Regions from separate parts of the Pan troglodytes genome. Here region 2 is linked to region 1. The links are chromatin contacts, called in public HiChIP or PLAC-seq maps. All regions are on one chromosome and are shown on one strand. Each heading gives the region's core, a stretch centred on a gene start, on an enhancer-like site or on the middle of the called end of the contact. The rest is flanking DNA. Distances are from core to core; before and after follow the strand shown. Region 1 holds the start of DENND4A (DENN domain containing 4A). Region 2 holds the start of RAB11A (RAB11A, member RAS oncogene family).

Evidence for each region. HiChIP or PLAC-seq counts read pairs in DNA pulled down with a chosen protein or histone mark.
Region 2: an H3K4me3 HiChIP or PLAC-seq map of stem cell-derived excitatory neurons shows a contact between it and region 1, with 4 times the contacts expected there. The contact joins the promoter of RAB11A here to the promoter of DENND4A in region 1. A contact is called at or near these places in 1 of 7 Hi-C or Micro-C datasets (stem cell-derived neural progenitor cells) and 1 of 1 datasets of contacts at active chromatin or transcription factors (stem cell-derived excitatory neurons).

The regions. Positions count from the first base shown.
Region 1 is chr16:57,781,471-57,787,906 of NHGRI_mPanTro3-v2.0_pri, forward strand. It overlaps DENND4A (DENN domain containing 4A), which reads right to left and starts at 1,473. Exons shown (of 33, transcript XM_523102.9): 1 at 1,190-1,473.
Region 2 is chr16:57,856,736-57,863,297 of NHGRI_mPanTro3-v2.0_pri, forward strand. It overlaps RAB11A (RAB11A, member RAS oncogene family), which reads left to right and starts at 2,842. Exons shown (of 5, transcript XM_510490.6): 1 at 2,842-3,235. The coding sequence starts at 3,196. TRNAQ-CUG (transfer RNA glutamine (anticodon CUG)) reads right to left here and starts at 2,743; the gene lies at 2,672-2,743.

The sequences.
Region 1 (6,436 bases), core at 223-2,722:
CTTACTTATTACCCAATCTTAGGTCCCCCAGAATACTTCTTAAAATAATCCCAAATGTACTACAATAGATCAGCGTAACCGGGGCTACGCTGTTTACAGGTGTCTCCACCTCCTCCCCCAAGGAGAGAAGAGGTATACTAGGGTAAACAGAAAATAGAAGGAGACTATATACACACCAAATAACAGCTTGTAATCTTTCTTGTAAGACTTCTTTTACATTCGGGCTATTCTTTTCATTAACGTATAATACATTTTAAAGAATAACATATTCACAGAGTAATACAATTTCTGCCCTCACGGGTCTCTAGCTGGCTGACACGCGTTTTCTCCTCAAATAAATACATGCCTGTTGACTGATGCCTGTCCTGCTGTTGCAAACAAGAAATAACTGTCCTATAAGACAAAAACCTCTCTCTACGGTTCTAGGCGTAACCATACGTTTGAATTAAAAGCACATTGGAACAACAACAACAATCTTCCAGCACATCTGTCATTTAAAAGCACGATAATGAAAAGCTGTCGCTGCGACCCAATTTTAGGTCACAAGCTTTTTACTGTTTTTCCTGCCCCCCACCTCCAGAAAGCAATAAACTTCAAAGGGAATGGTGGTAACCAGGAACAGTTCCCTTCCCCCACCACACACCCCCCCAAAAAGACTAGGAAAAAACTGGCCAACTTGGACGCTGGCCGCGCTCACGCAGAACCCGTGCCCGCGGGCCGGGGAAGGCTGAACAGACCCTGGGAGGAAAAGTGGGCCTGCAGGCACCCCGGGCTCCCCCCGCCGCCTGTCTCAGATACCGAGCAGGTGGGATTCCGGGAAGCCACCTCCGACTTACGTAACGGGCTTGTCAAAATCCCAGATCCAGGACCTCCCCCTCCCCGCCCCCACTCCCAAATAACAACAGCCCCAGGCCAGCCTGGAATAGAAAATCTGGAATGAAAACACAGGAGCCCCCCACGCGTCCGACGCAGAGGCGCGGGTGCTACTCTCAGCACCGCCGCGCCATCCCGGGGCGGACCGAGCCGCGGAGCACCTCCCGGATCTCAGGAGCTCTCGGGCGGAGATCTCGGCCATCCGTGCCGCCTCCCCGAACCCGCCCGCCCCGCTCCCGCGCCCCCGGCTGTCACCTCTCCGGGCCGTGACAGCTCCACCTGCCACCGCTGCCCGGGTCGCCGCCCCCGCACTCACCTCCCAGCTGGCTCCCGTGCGAGCAGCGGATCGAGCTCGGAGAGCGGCGCCGGAATCCCTCACGCGCGGTAGCGGGACACGAGGGGCTGAATGCCGCGGCGCTCTGAGCCCGCTTAGCTCATCCCCAGCCCGGCGCTCCGCCCTTCGCGGCACCCCCGCCCGCCCGCCCAGGCCTGCCGTCTCAGTCAGACGGGACTCCCCCTCCCCTCGCGGCCGCCACTGCCTCCGCCTCTTTCTCCGACTCTAGCCTCCGCGGCCACCGCGACCGGCGCCATCTTGGCAATGACGGAAGGGGCGGGGGCGGGAATCACGCCCGCGAGCACCAATCGAAGGCCGGATCTGGCCCGAGTGGGAGGAGAGGGCCGAGTTGAGGGTCGTGGGGTCCTAGCGCCAAACTGATAATGGGGCGGAGAAGGTGGGCGGGACTAAGTCGCCTTAGCCCGTGACGTGCGGTGTAGTTGGGGAAACGCACCGCGGTTCCCCGTCGGGTCAGGAGATCCCAAGCCCCAGGCTGGCGTGGGCGAAGCGTACAATCCCTTCACCTTTCGTCACCCAGAGGCACAAGAATCCAGTTCGCGCCAACTGACCTGTTTCTTCCTTCCTCCCCGGCACTCTGGGAGTCCTAAGATTGCCTTGCTCGGTTCGTCTCAGACTTGCTAGATCTGAGCAGCTGCTGCTCACTCCACCAAGGGTGCTCACATTCTCCAGGAAACTCCCTTAAGGGTTAGCAACCGCCGAGTAGGTTTCGGTCCCAAGATAGAAAGGTAAAGCGGGGAATTCAGGGGGTTTCTCCGAAAAGTACGTTGATGAAACAGCTATTGTTGACTGACGGGGTGTCGATTACTTTGGATTAATTGGATACGGCCTACTTAAACCTGACTGTGGCTCTCCACCATTGATGGCTGTTGACAGATGAGGTTAATAAAGCTTGATTACCCCCATGGGGTTGCTCGGGAGCTAAATTCTATAATACCTGTGAAGTACTTAGTATAGTGCTTGAAAGTACTCAATAAATGTTAGACATTATTCCATGGACAAATGAAAGAAGAAACAGGACCCCCAAAATCCCTCTGCTTTGAAGTCAACTTTTCCTAAATTGCATAGCCTTTTACTAACCAAGTTTACAACTTTATTTCCTACCTCCAGTTCTTTCATTATATTCATTCATTCAGTCAACAAACATCCATACAGAGGGTGCACAGTGGTGAGGGAAACAGAAAACCTTTGCCTTCAGGAAACTGCAGTTTAGTGGGAGAAGAGGGACAATAAAAAAGTACTTCAGCACATTTTAAGGGGAAACATGCTATAAAGGTTATAAAAATAACTGAGGCCAGGCGCCTTTGCTCATGCCTGTAATCCCAACGCTTAGGGAGGCCGAGGCAAGAGGGTCAGCTTGAGCTCAGAAGTTCAAGACTAGCCTGGCAAAATGGTGAGAACCCTGTCTCCACCAAAAATACAAAAAATTAGCCGGGCGTGGTGGCGTGCGCCTGTGGTCCCAGCTACTTGAGAGGCTGAGGTGGGAGGATCGCTTGAGCCCCAGAGCCGGAGGCTGCAGTGAGCCGAGATTGTGCCACTGCACTCCAGCCTGGGTGACAGAGCAAGATTTTGCTTTAAAACAAAACAAAACAATCGAGTTGCATACTTTAAATATATGTAGTCCTCTGTATGTCAGTTAAAGCTGTAAAAAAAGACTTGTTTTTGACACAGAGTCTTGCTATGTTGCCCAGGCTGGAGTGCAGTGGCCTGATCACGACTTACTACAGCCTCCCTCCCAGGCTCAATTGATCCTCCCACCTCAGCCTCTGGAGTAGCTGGGACTGCAGGTGCCCACCACCACACCCGGCAAATTTTTCTGTTTTTTGTAGAGACTATGTCTCACTATGTTGCCTAAGGCCGGTCTTGAATTCCTGGGGTCAAGTGATCCACCCACCTCAGCCTCCCATAGTGCTGGGTTTACAGGCATGAGCCATTGTGCCCTACCTTAAAAAGCTTTTTTTAAAGTCCAGTTGGGAACCCTCCCAATTCTTTACCCATTGGACACAGATTTAGCCTTTCATTAGTTTTAAGTGTTGCTAGATGTATCAGGTCAATTCCTCTTTAAGGAGTAGCTTGGCATATCAAAATATTCCACTAGCAGCAAAAGCACTCTTTTAGTTGGTTATACATATATATGTGCATATATATATATATACACACAAATATTTTCATCTACAGAGTACCAATTAAAATGTTATATAGTTGCATGTAGCATACACAATGAGATTCTAAAACCTTTCAAAAGTTTAAAAGGCATGAAGGTTTTTTTAATCAGAGAAAATAGCTTCTTAAAGAACAATATTGATAAACAGTAGAAAACCAATACGCAGCATTTGACTGTGTACCCAGGAAGTATCGTACCTCAGAGCCCCCCTTAACAGTCATATCAGGAGTCCTCTCAACACTCCAGGCATATGTGACTATAGTCACGGTTAAACCTAAACCCTAGATGTGATTTGGGCAAGGGATTCTAACTGTAGACATGAGCCAAATAGAATTTTTTGGATAATAAATTTTGGCCCCATGCCATTTCTGAAATTGTCATATTTTATATGTGGAACTGTATCTGGCTATTTCTTAGAAGTTATTTTAAAATGCTGTGATTTGAATGATGCATGAAGGAAAACTATGAAACCAATAACCATTTAAAGCAATGGAAGCGCAAGCTGTTGTACAGCCTAATCCTCTCCACCTGTTAAATCTATGCACCTTAATTGCTATACCAGAAGTTTCTCACATCTTTAAATGAAAACCTGGAGCCTCTAGAGAGCAATCCTTTTTTTTTAAGACAGAGTCTTGCTCTGTCGCCCAGGCTGGAGTGCAGTGGCGTGATCTTGGCTCACTGCAACCTCCACCTTCTGGGTTCAAGCGATTCTCTTGCCTCCCGGGTAGCTGGGATTATAGGCGCCCTCCACTACGCCTGGCTAATTTTTGTATTTTTAGCAGAGATGGGGGTTTCACCATGTTGGCCAGGCTGGTCTCGAACTCCTGACCTCAGGTGATCCGCTCTCCTCAGTCTCTCAAAGTGTTGGAGTTACAGCCATGAGCCACCACACCCGGCCTACAAAGCAGTCCTTGATAGCTATGCTACAGGGCTTCCTTATGGGTGAGAAAAACTACCAGGGATCTATGGCCTATTAGAAACTATTTAGATGTGTCACAAAGTAGAATCCATATTGACAAATTGTATTCACTGTGAAACAGTGTTTGAGTGACATTCCAATGTATTTAATCCAAAAACTAAAATTTATTAGCAATGTGGTCAAATTATGCATTTGTTTCTTAAAAACACAAACCTGATGAAATTATTTTTGAAAGAAATTATCTGCCAGCCTGGGCAACATAGCAAAACCCCATCTCTACCAAAATACAAAAATTAGCCCATGATGGTGGTGCATGCATGCCTGTAGTCCCAGCTACTTGGGAGGCTGAGGTGGGAGGATCACTTGAGCCCAGGAGGCAGAGGTTGCAAAAAAAAAAGAAAAAAGAAAAAAGAAATTATCTGAACAATTTTCAAGAATAATAGTAAGAAAAGTCATGTTAGAAGTGACAAATTCTGAAATTCTGGCTGGGCATGGTGGCTCATGCCTGCAATACCAGCACTTTGAGATGCCGAGGTGGGAGGATCACTTGAGCCCAGGAGTTTGAAACCAGCCTGGGCAACACATCAAGACCTCATCTCTACAAAAAAAAACAAAAACAAACAAACAAAAAACAGACATGGTGGCACATGCCTGTAGTCCCAGCTACTTGGGAGGCTGAGTTGGGAAGACTGCTTGAACCCAGGAGTTCAAAGCTGCAATGAGCTAAGATCCCACCCCAGTATTCTGGCCTGGGTGACAGAGCAAGATCCTATCTCAAAAAAAAAAAAAAAAAAAGAAATATAAATTCTAAACCTGGTGCTTGAGAAGAGTGGCCAAGGACAGGAGAGCTGTAGCAGTCTGAGCCATTGCTGTCTCTACCGTTTTGGTAGCCATCTGAGGAGTCATATCTTTGACTCAGCACTTTTTCAAATTTCTGAAAATGATCACTTCTCAACATTTTCCTCAAATTAGCAATTTTACCTCTTTCAGCAATTCCTTATAAGTTGAATTTTTACTTCTTAAATTATCTGCAGGGGAGTTGTTTTAAAAATATGTATTTTAACTGTCATTGACCACGAAGTATACTCCTCTGACTTTCTTGAAGTGGTAGACAATATTTTCATAACTTTTAACAAATTCACTTCAGAAAACATTTGTATACAAAACACTGCACTAGGCACAGAAGGAAAGCAATGACAGATAAGCACACATTAGAGGCAAAAAGTATTTCCTAGGCATATAACTTTAGTAAAAGTCAAACTATGACAAATTCTATGCTAGATGGATAAACTCGTTGCTATGGGAGCCCAAGCGAGTGGAGTGATTAGTTCTCATTGTGAGAATTGAAGGTGACAAAATAGACAAAATAGATGGCATTTGAACCAACCCTGAGAGAAACTGGACTTTCTCTGAAGGATAAGGACATCGTTGTTTGGGGAATGGGGCTGAGGGTGGTACAAGGAAGGAAAGGTGTGTTTGTTTGTTTGTTTTTACTTTGCATCTTTATAATAGAGATAACAAAAGAAAGAGATGCTCATAAATTGTTGCAATACTTTGATTGTCTTTGGGAGTGGCCAGAGGTTCAAATTCTTTGGAAGGATGGATATCTGTGCTGACTTGCAGGAAATATGAGTCAGCTTTTCTCATGAACTCAGCACTGTTGTTATAGCTAGGCTATTTGGGAAACCTGAAGCAGAACAAATCAGACACCACAAGTCTTTTCTTTTTATTGATTGGCCCAGACATGCATCCTACAAGGGTGGACAACAAGAATGCCCTTTTTATTGTCAAGACTTAAAGGAACTCTGCCAGCAAGGGGAAACACCTGCAACTGAGAATAAACTAAAAAAAAAAAATTTTAAAAAGCCCTCCTCTTTTCTGTCTATATAATCACTCAGAATAGGAGACACACACGTCTTTAGTCCATACCTCTCTCCTGCACTTCAGGATTGTGTATTCAACTGCCTCCAGATAGCTCAGTCCCAAGTATACCTGAAATTCAGCATTTAAAGGTGAAGTCATTATCTTTACCCCAAACCTGTTACTCCTATAATTTCTCATTTCCCGAATAATTTATAGTTGAACTCACCATGCACCTAAAAGCTAAAGCCGCCTGTGGAGACTGAAT
Region 2 (6,562 bases), core at 1,592-4,091, 77 kb after region 1:
GCTGCTTGGGAGGTGGAGGTGGAGGTGGGAGAATTGCTTGAGCCCAGCATATGGAGGTTGCCGTGAGCTGACATCGCACTACTGCACTCCAGCCTGGGTGACGCAGCAAGACCCTGACTCAAAAAAAAAAAAAAAAAAAAAAAAAAGAGAGAAAAGAAAATCAATGCATTCATAAATATTTATTATGTGCCATGCATGATATTAACAGCTATACATTGTTACTTAATTCCTTCTTCCTGTTTGTCCCCATTTTGCAGGTAAGAAACTGGGATTCAGCAGGATTAAATTATTGAAATTGACACAGCTTTAGTGAATGGCTGAGCTGAAGTATAAACACAGACTTATCAGTCCTCACTTTGTTTTTAACAAACATGTAAAGTCACCTCCCCAGATGTGGAGGGTGAGATATATTTCAGGTCTTGCTTCTCCCCCATAGTCTAAGGCTAGGCATTTCTAAATTTATAATTCCAGGCTTTTTACTAGAGAGTTCCTTTTGATTTTCTTACCAACTGTACTAGTCAGGGTTCTCTAGAGGAACAGAACTAATAGGATAGACACATATATAAAGGGCAATTTATTAAGTAGTATTAAGTCGCACGATCACAAGGTCCTACAATAGGCCTTCTGCAAGCTGAGAGGCAAGGAAGCCAGTGCGAGTCTCAAAGCTGAAGAACTTGCAGTCCAATGTTCGAGGGCAGGAAACACCCAGCACGGGAGAAAGATGTAGGCTGGGAGGCTAAGCCAGTTTAGCCTTTTCATATTTTTCTGCCTGCTTTATATTCACTGGCAGCTGATTAGATGGTGCCCACCCGGATTAAGGGTGGGTCTGCCTTTCCCAGCCCATTGACTCAACTGTTTCTCCTTTGGGAACACCCTCACAGACACAACAAGGATCAATACTTTGGATCCTTCAATTCAATCAAGCTGACACTCAGTATTAACCAACACACCATTTTTATTAGTCATGCTTGAGACTAAATTAAACATTATTGTTCTTTTTTTTTTTTTGAGAAGGAGTCTTACTCTGTCACCAGGCTGGAGTGCAGTGGCGCAATCTCGGCTCTCTGCAACCTCCATCTCCTTGGTTCAAGCAATTCTCCTGCCTCAGCCTCCTGAGTAGCTGGGATTACAGGACCTTAGATAAACTTACTATCACTTTATAGCAGTAGAGAAAGCACTGAAATTGGCACTGTATTTGTTTTCTATTGCTTCTATAACAAATTACCACAAACTTGGTGAAATAAAACAACACAAATTTATTGCTTAAAGTTCTGTAGGTCACAGGTCTGACAAGTGTCTCATTGGGCTAAAATCAAGTTGTCAGCAGGGCTGTGTTCCTTCTGGGGGCCTTATGGAAGAATCTGTTTCCATGCCTTTCCCAGCTTCTAGAAGCCTCCAGATTCCTAGGCTCCTGGGCCCCTTCCTCCATCTTCAAAGCCAGCAAGGGCAGATTGAGGTCTTTTCAAGTCACATCACTCTGACCTCTTCTGCCTCCATTTTCCACTTTTTTTTTTTTTTGAGAACGAGTCTCTCTCTGTTGCCCAGGCTGGAGTGCAGTGGCGTGGTATCAGCTCATTGCAACCTCCGCTTCCCGGGTTCCAGCGATTCTCATGCCTAAGCCTCCAGAGTAGCTGGGACTACAGGCACCCACCACCACGCCAGACTAATTTTTTGTATTTTAGTAGCGACAGGGTTTCACCTTGTTGGCCAGGCTGGTCTTGAACTCTTGACCTCAGGTGATCCACCCACCTTGGCCTCCCAAAGTGCTGGAATTAAGGCCTGAGCCACCGTGCCCAGCCCATTTTCCACTTCTAAGGACCTTATGACAACACTGGGCCCACCCAACTAATCCAGGATAATATCCCTAATTTAATGTCAGCTGATAAGCAACCTTAATTTCATCTGTAACCTCAATTCCCCTTTGCCATGTAACCTAACCTATTCAGTCTCCAGGAATTGGGAAGTGGACATCATTGGCAGGGGGCATTATTCTGCCTGTTATAGGCATACTTGCCCACAAGTCTAAATCGAGAGTTTGCATATAGGAGGTAGGAGGTGTGACAATAATTGGATAAAGGCTTTTCTGGAATAACAACATTCTCTTCAAATACAGGGAGGCCCTGTGACATGATATCTGGCAAATCACTTGAGTCTTAGTATCCAAATTTCCGCTAAAATGGAAATTACCATCCTTTGCTTGGCATGTTAAATGAAATACTTATGTAAACGGACTTAGATTAGAGGCCTACAAATAGGACTCAAGTTCTTGATGAATCTTGATGAGGAGGGTGGGCGAAGTACTCTAAATGAAAATGAGATAGATTGCGAGATTTCCGGAGAGGAGTGAGTGACAAGCGCCTACCCGTGCATGAAGCTGGAGGTAGAAAATTCCAGCAAAAGGAATTTTAAAGTTTCACTGAAGCTTTTGAATCAAGGTTTGAGAGCCCAGGGTGAAAAAAAGGCAGTGAAGAAGCTCATTAAGACAACCCCCCGCCAGGTAGCAGATAGCACCTGAAATGCAGTGGGAAATTTGTGAGGTCTTCATAGGCAAGGATTAAATTTTACATCTCATCTTAAGATGTGTCATAGTTGTTCAATTACTTAGTGACCAAAAAAGTGAATTAAAGATGTCAAGATAAAAACAAAAAAACAAACAAAAAAAAACCAATACAGGTTCCACCGAGATTTGAACTCGGATCGCTGGATTCAGAGTCCAGAGTGCTAACCATTACACCATGGAACCGCCACGCGTGTGTAGCTGCCTTCGGCTCTCTAATCCTCAGAGAACCCCGCCCCCATCCACAAACCCACCACTCACAGGCGGTCCCGCCCGGTTCCAGCGAGCCGCTTCCGGCACGGTAGCTCGAGAAATGAGCAAGCGGCCACTAAGACTGTGGTAGCTAGGAGTTCCAGGACTCAGTTTCCCCTTTGAGCCTCCTTTAGCGACTAAAGCTTGAAGCCCCACGCATCTCGACTCTCGCGCACACCGCCCTTGTTGGGCTCAGGGGCGGGGCGCCGCCCCCGGAAGTACTTCCCCTTAAAGGCTGGGGCCTGCCGGAAGTGGCGCAGCGGCAGGGAGGGGCTCTTCACCCAGTCCGGCAGTTGAAGCTCGGCGCTCGGGTTACCCCTGCAGCGACGCCCCCTGGTCCCACAGATACCACTGCTGCTCCCGCCCTTTCGCTCCTCGGCCGCGCAATGGGCACCCGCGACGACGAGTACGACTACCTCTTTAAAGGTGAGGCCATGGGCTCTCGCACTCTACACAGTCCTCGTTCGGGGACCCGGGCCACTCCCGGTGGACCCTCGTGCCGGCCACCCCTGCACTGATATAGGCCTCCCTCGGCCCTTCCTTTTTGTGCGGTTCCGTCTCCTACCCAGCTCAGCCCCTTCTCCCCCGCTCAGACAGGGGTGCCCATCACATGCCGCTCTCTGAGCGACCTCTCCATAGGCCTTCGCTGGCCTCAGAGCCCCTCCCTGCGTGTCCTTCCCCTGGCGGACTGCCTTCTCCCACATCGTCGAATTCCTTTCCCCGGGTTCTACGGCCCCGCCGCTCCTCCCACCATCTCTCTTTTCGGGTGTAGCGCCCCCTCCCCCTCGGCGTACACCCTTCCCAGCTCGCGTCCTCTCCCGAAGCCCCTCTGACGGGTTCTTCGCTTCCCTCTTGGCCTTGCCTTCGGTGCAGACTCCCATCACAGGTCTTTTTCTTATCTGCCCTCTTTCCCCCCTCGAGCGAGCGTCTCTTCTGTATCTCCCCTCCACTTGGACGGCCGCCCCTCTAAGCTTCTCCCATCCCGGGTCCAGGACCCCGTAAAATCTGAGCGGGCCAAGGGCCCCCGCCCCCACCCTCCGCCCCGCGGTTCTCGCGGTCCTTAACCTTCTCTGACCGCTCCCTCTCCCACTCCCCATTTGGCAACTCTCTCTACCTTCCCTCCCCAAATCGTGTTTAGAGCTCCCTTGTCTCCGTTGCGACCCGGGTGGTGGGAGGGAGGGTAAGAGGGATCGCCCATCACCCACTCGCGCACTTGTCGCAGTGACCCGGCAGGCTGACATTACTTCCCACCTAGCCTTTTCTTTTCTTGCCCTCCCTACTCAGTGGCACCCAACCCGGGATAACTCTTTACTCGGTTCGCGAGATGAGGTTGCGGATGGGTGGTGGCTGTTATCCTTGCCAGACCTGAAGGCCTGGTTCCTGAGCAGGAAAGGTTGTGCGCTGCACAAATACTAGCTTGCTTTATCTCTATGGACTGGTTGCTTCCTGCTGCAACGCTGGGAGGATCCAACAGGAAGGGAAGAGCCCTAGTTAGCCACATACCTTTCCCAAAAGGTTGGGGGTGGGAGGAAGTTGTGTGCTCTTTTGGTTACATTAAATATTTATTATAAGATACGGAAACATGTAGTGCCCTTGGACAGAACATATTGGAGGGTCAGGGTTGGTTAGAAAGAATTGCTTATTGGTTGAGTCCGGAAGGAATCCAGTTTTTTTTTTAATCAACGAAGATAAAGGGTACGTTTTTCAATGAGAAGAGAGTACAGTAGATGCTTTTTTTGTTCAGCGAATGCACTCTCACTCTGATGCTCTTTCTCTGCTCCTGAATTGGGAAGGTAGCCATCAGTAGTGTGCCGAACAAAGATCATTACCACTGAGGAAGAAGCCATTGCTATTAAAGCTTTACTGTGGAGGGTGGAGTTTCAAGAGTGTTAAGCATGGTGACTGTTTCTGTCTTTGCCATTGGGTGCTAAGAATGATTGACTAAACCAAGCAGGAAAGATTTCTTTGCTTTCCCAATACTTTGCAAATCTTGTTATACTAAGTAGTCTGCTGTTATACTCTTATCATCTCTTACTCCTCTGACTCAGAATATTCTACTGTATAGGGTGAATACTTTTGGTATCCACCCTCCCCCTCCATACTGGAAAGTACTTTCAGGGTACTTAGTTCATTTTACAAATACAAAACTGAGGCCTGGATTACAAAAAGTATATGACAGCATACCTTTTGCCGAAGGTATCTGAGATGATGTGAAACTATTTGAATCTCTTGAGACTTTGGGGTTAAAGGTTAGGTTTGTGTTTTGAAATATGGTATAATGGTAGTGTGCTTTTATAAAGGTTGTCTTTGAAGTAATTAATTCAGAACAAGATAGACCGTCAGGGTATTTCTCCTGTTTGGTTTGAACTTGAATGTTGGTTATACAAGGTCCTTTTATTTTTTAACAAAGAATATTAAATATTCTGAATTGGCCTAAAGTATTTTAACTTTTTGATTAGACCATCCTTCTAGCAACAATTGAGAGCACTGAGCTTTGGAATCACGTAGACCTCGGTTTAGATCCTGACTCAGGTCTTATATTTACTTTATGACCTTGGAAAAGTTAACTTTTCTGAGTCTCAGTTCTCTACTTTATAAAAAGGAAAATACCCACCTCTTAAGATTGTGAGAATTAAATGAGACTGTTCGTAAAATTTTAACCATGAGGACTCAATAAATGGTAATAATGTGAAAGAAGTTACTGTGGTTTTGTCAGGTTTTTTTTTTTTTTTTTTTGGAGACAGGGTCTCGCTCTGTCCCCCAGGCTGGAGTGCAGTGGCACAATCAAGGCTCACGGCAGTCTCGGCCTCCTCAGGCTCAGGCCTCAGCCTCCCTAGCTACTCTCTAGCTCCTAGGAGTAGCTGAGACTACAGGAGCGCGCCACCACGCCCGGCTAGTTTTTTGTTTTTTTGTTTTTTTTTTGTAAAGACAGGGTTTTGCCATGTTGCCCAGGCTGGTCTCGCACTCCTGGACTTAAGCAATTCACCTTCCTTAGCCTCCCCAAGTGCTGGGATTATAGGTGTGAGCCACTGTGCCTGGCCTTTGTCAGTTTTTTGAACCTTAAATGTAGGTTCAACTACAAGAGCATTTAAATATTATTAAAGAAACATAAAACTAGGAACTTCGAATGCATTTTATGTTTCCATGGGTTATGGTTTCATTTTGTTGTGCATTTTGCTGTTTAAGATAGGGTGTTAAAAATTCTGCTAAGGAGGATTTCTACTTTTTTTTTTTTTTTTTTGAGATGGTATTTCGCTCTTGTTGCCCAGGCTGGAGTGCAATGACGCGATCTCGGCTCATTGCAACCTCTGCCTCCTGGGTTCAAGCGATTCTCCTGCCTCAGTCTCCCGAGTAGCTGGGATTACAGGCATGGACCACCACACCCGGCTAATTTTGTATTTCTAGTAGAGACGGGGTTTCTCCATGTTGGTCAGGCTGGTCTCGAACTCCTGACCTCAGGTGATCCGCCCGCCTGGGCCTCCCAAAGTGCTGGGATTACTGGTGTGAGCCACCGTGCCTGGCCAGATTTCTACTTTTTTAAAGCTCTTACAGGATATGAGTCACTTTTTCTTTTTCTTTTTTAACTTCAATGCTGATTATTTAGCCAATTTCTTATTTATACAAGTATCCTACTTTAAAGTGAAGCAAGAATGATTTTATTTCAAAATGGCTTTATTGTACAGAGATTTATTCACTGAGATGGACTGCAGCTGTTTCTACTTAGAAGGTTTACCTAGCAAATGCAATAGTTGA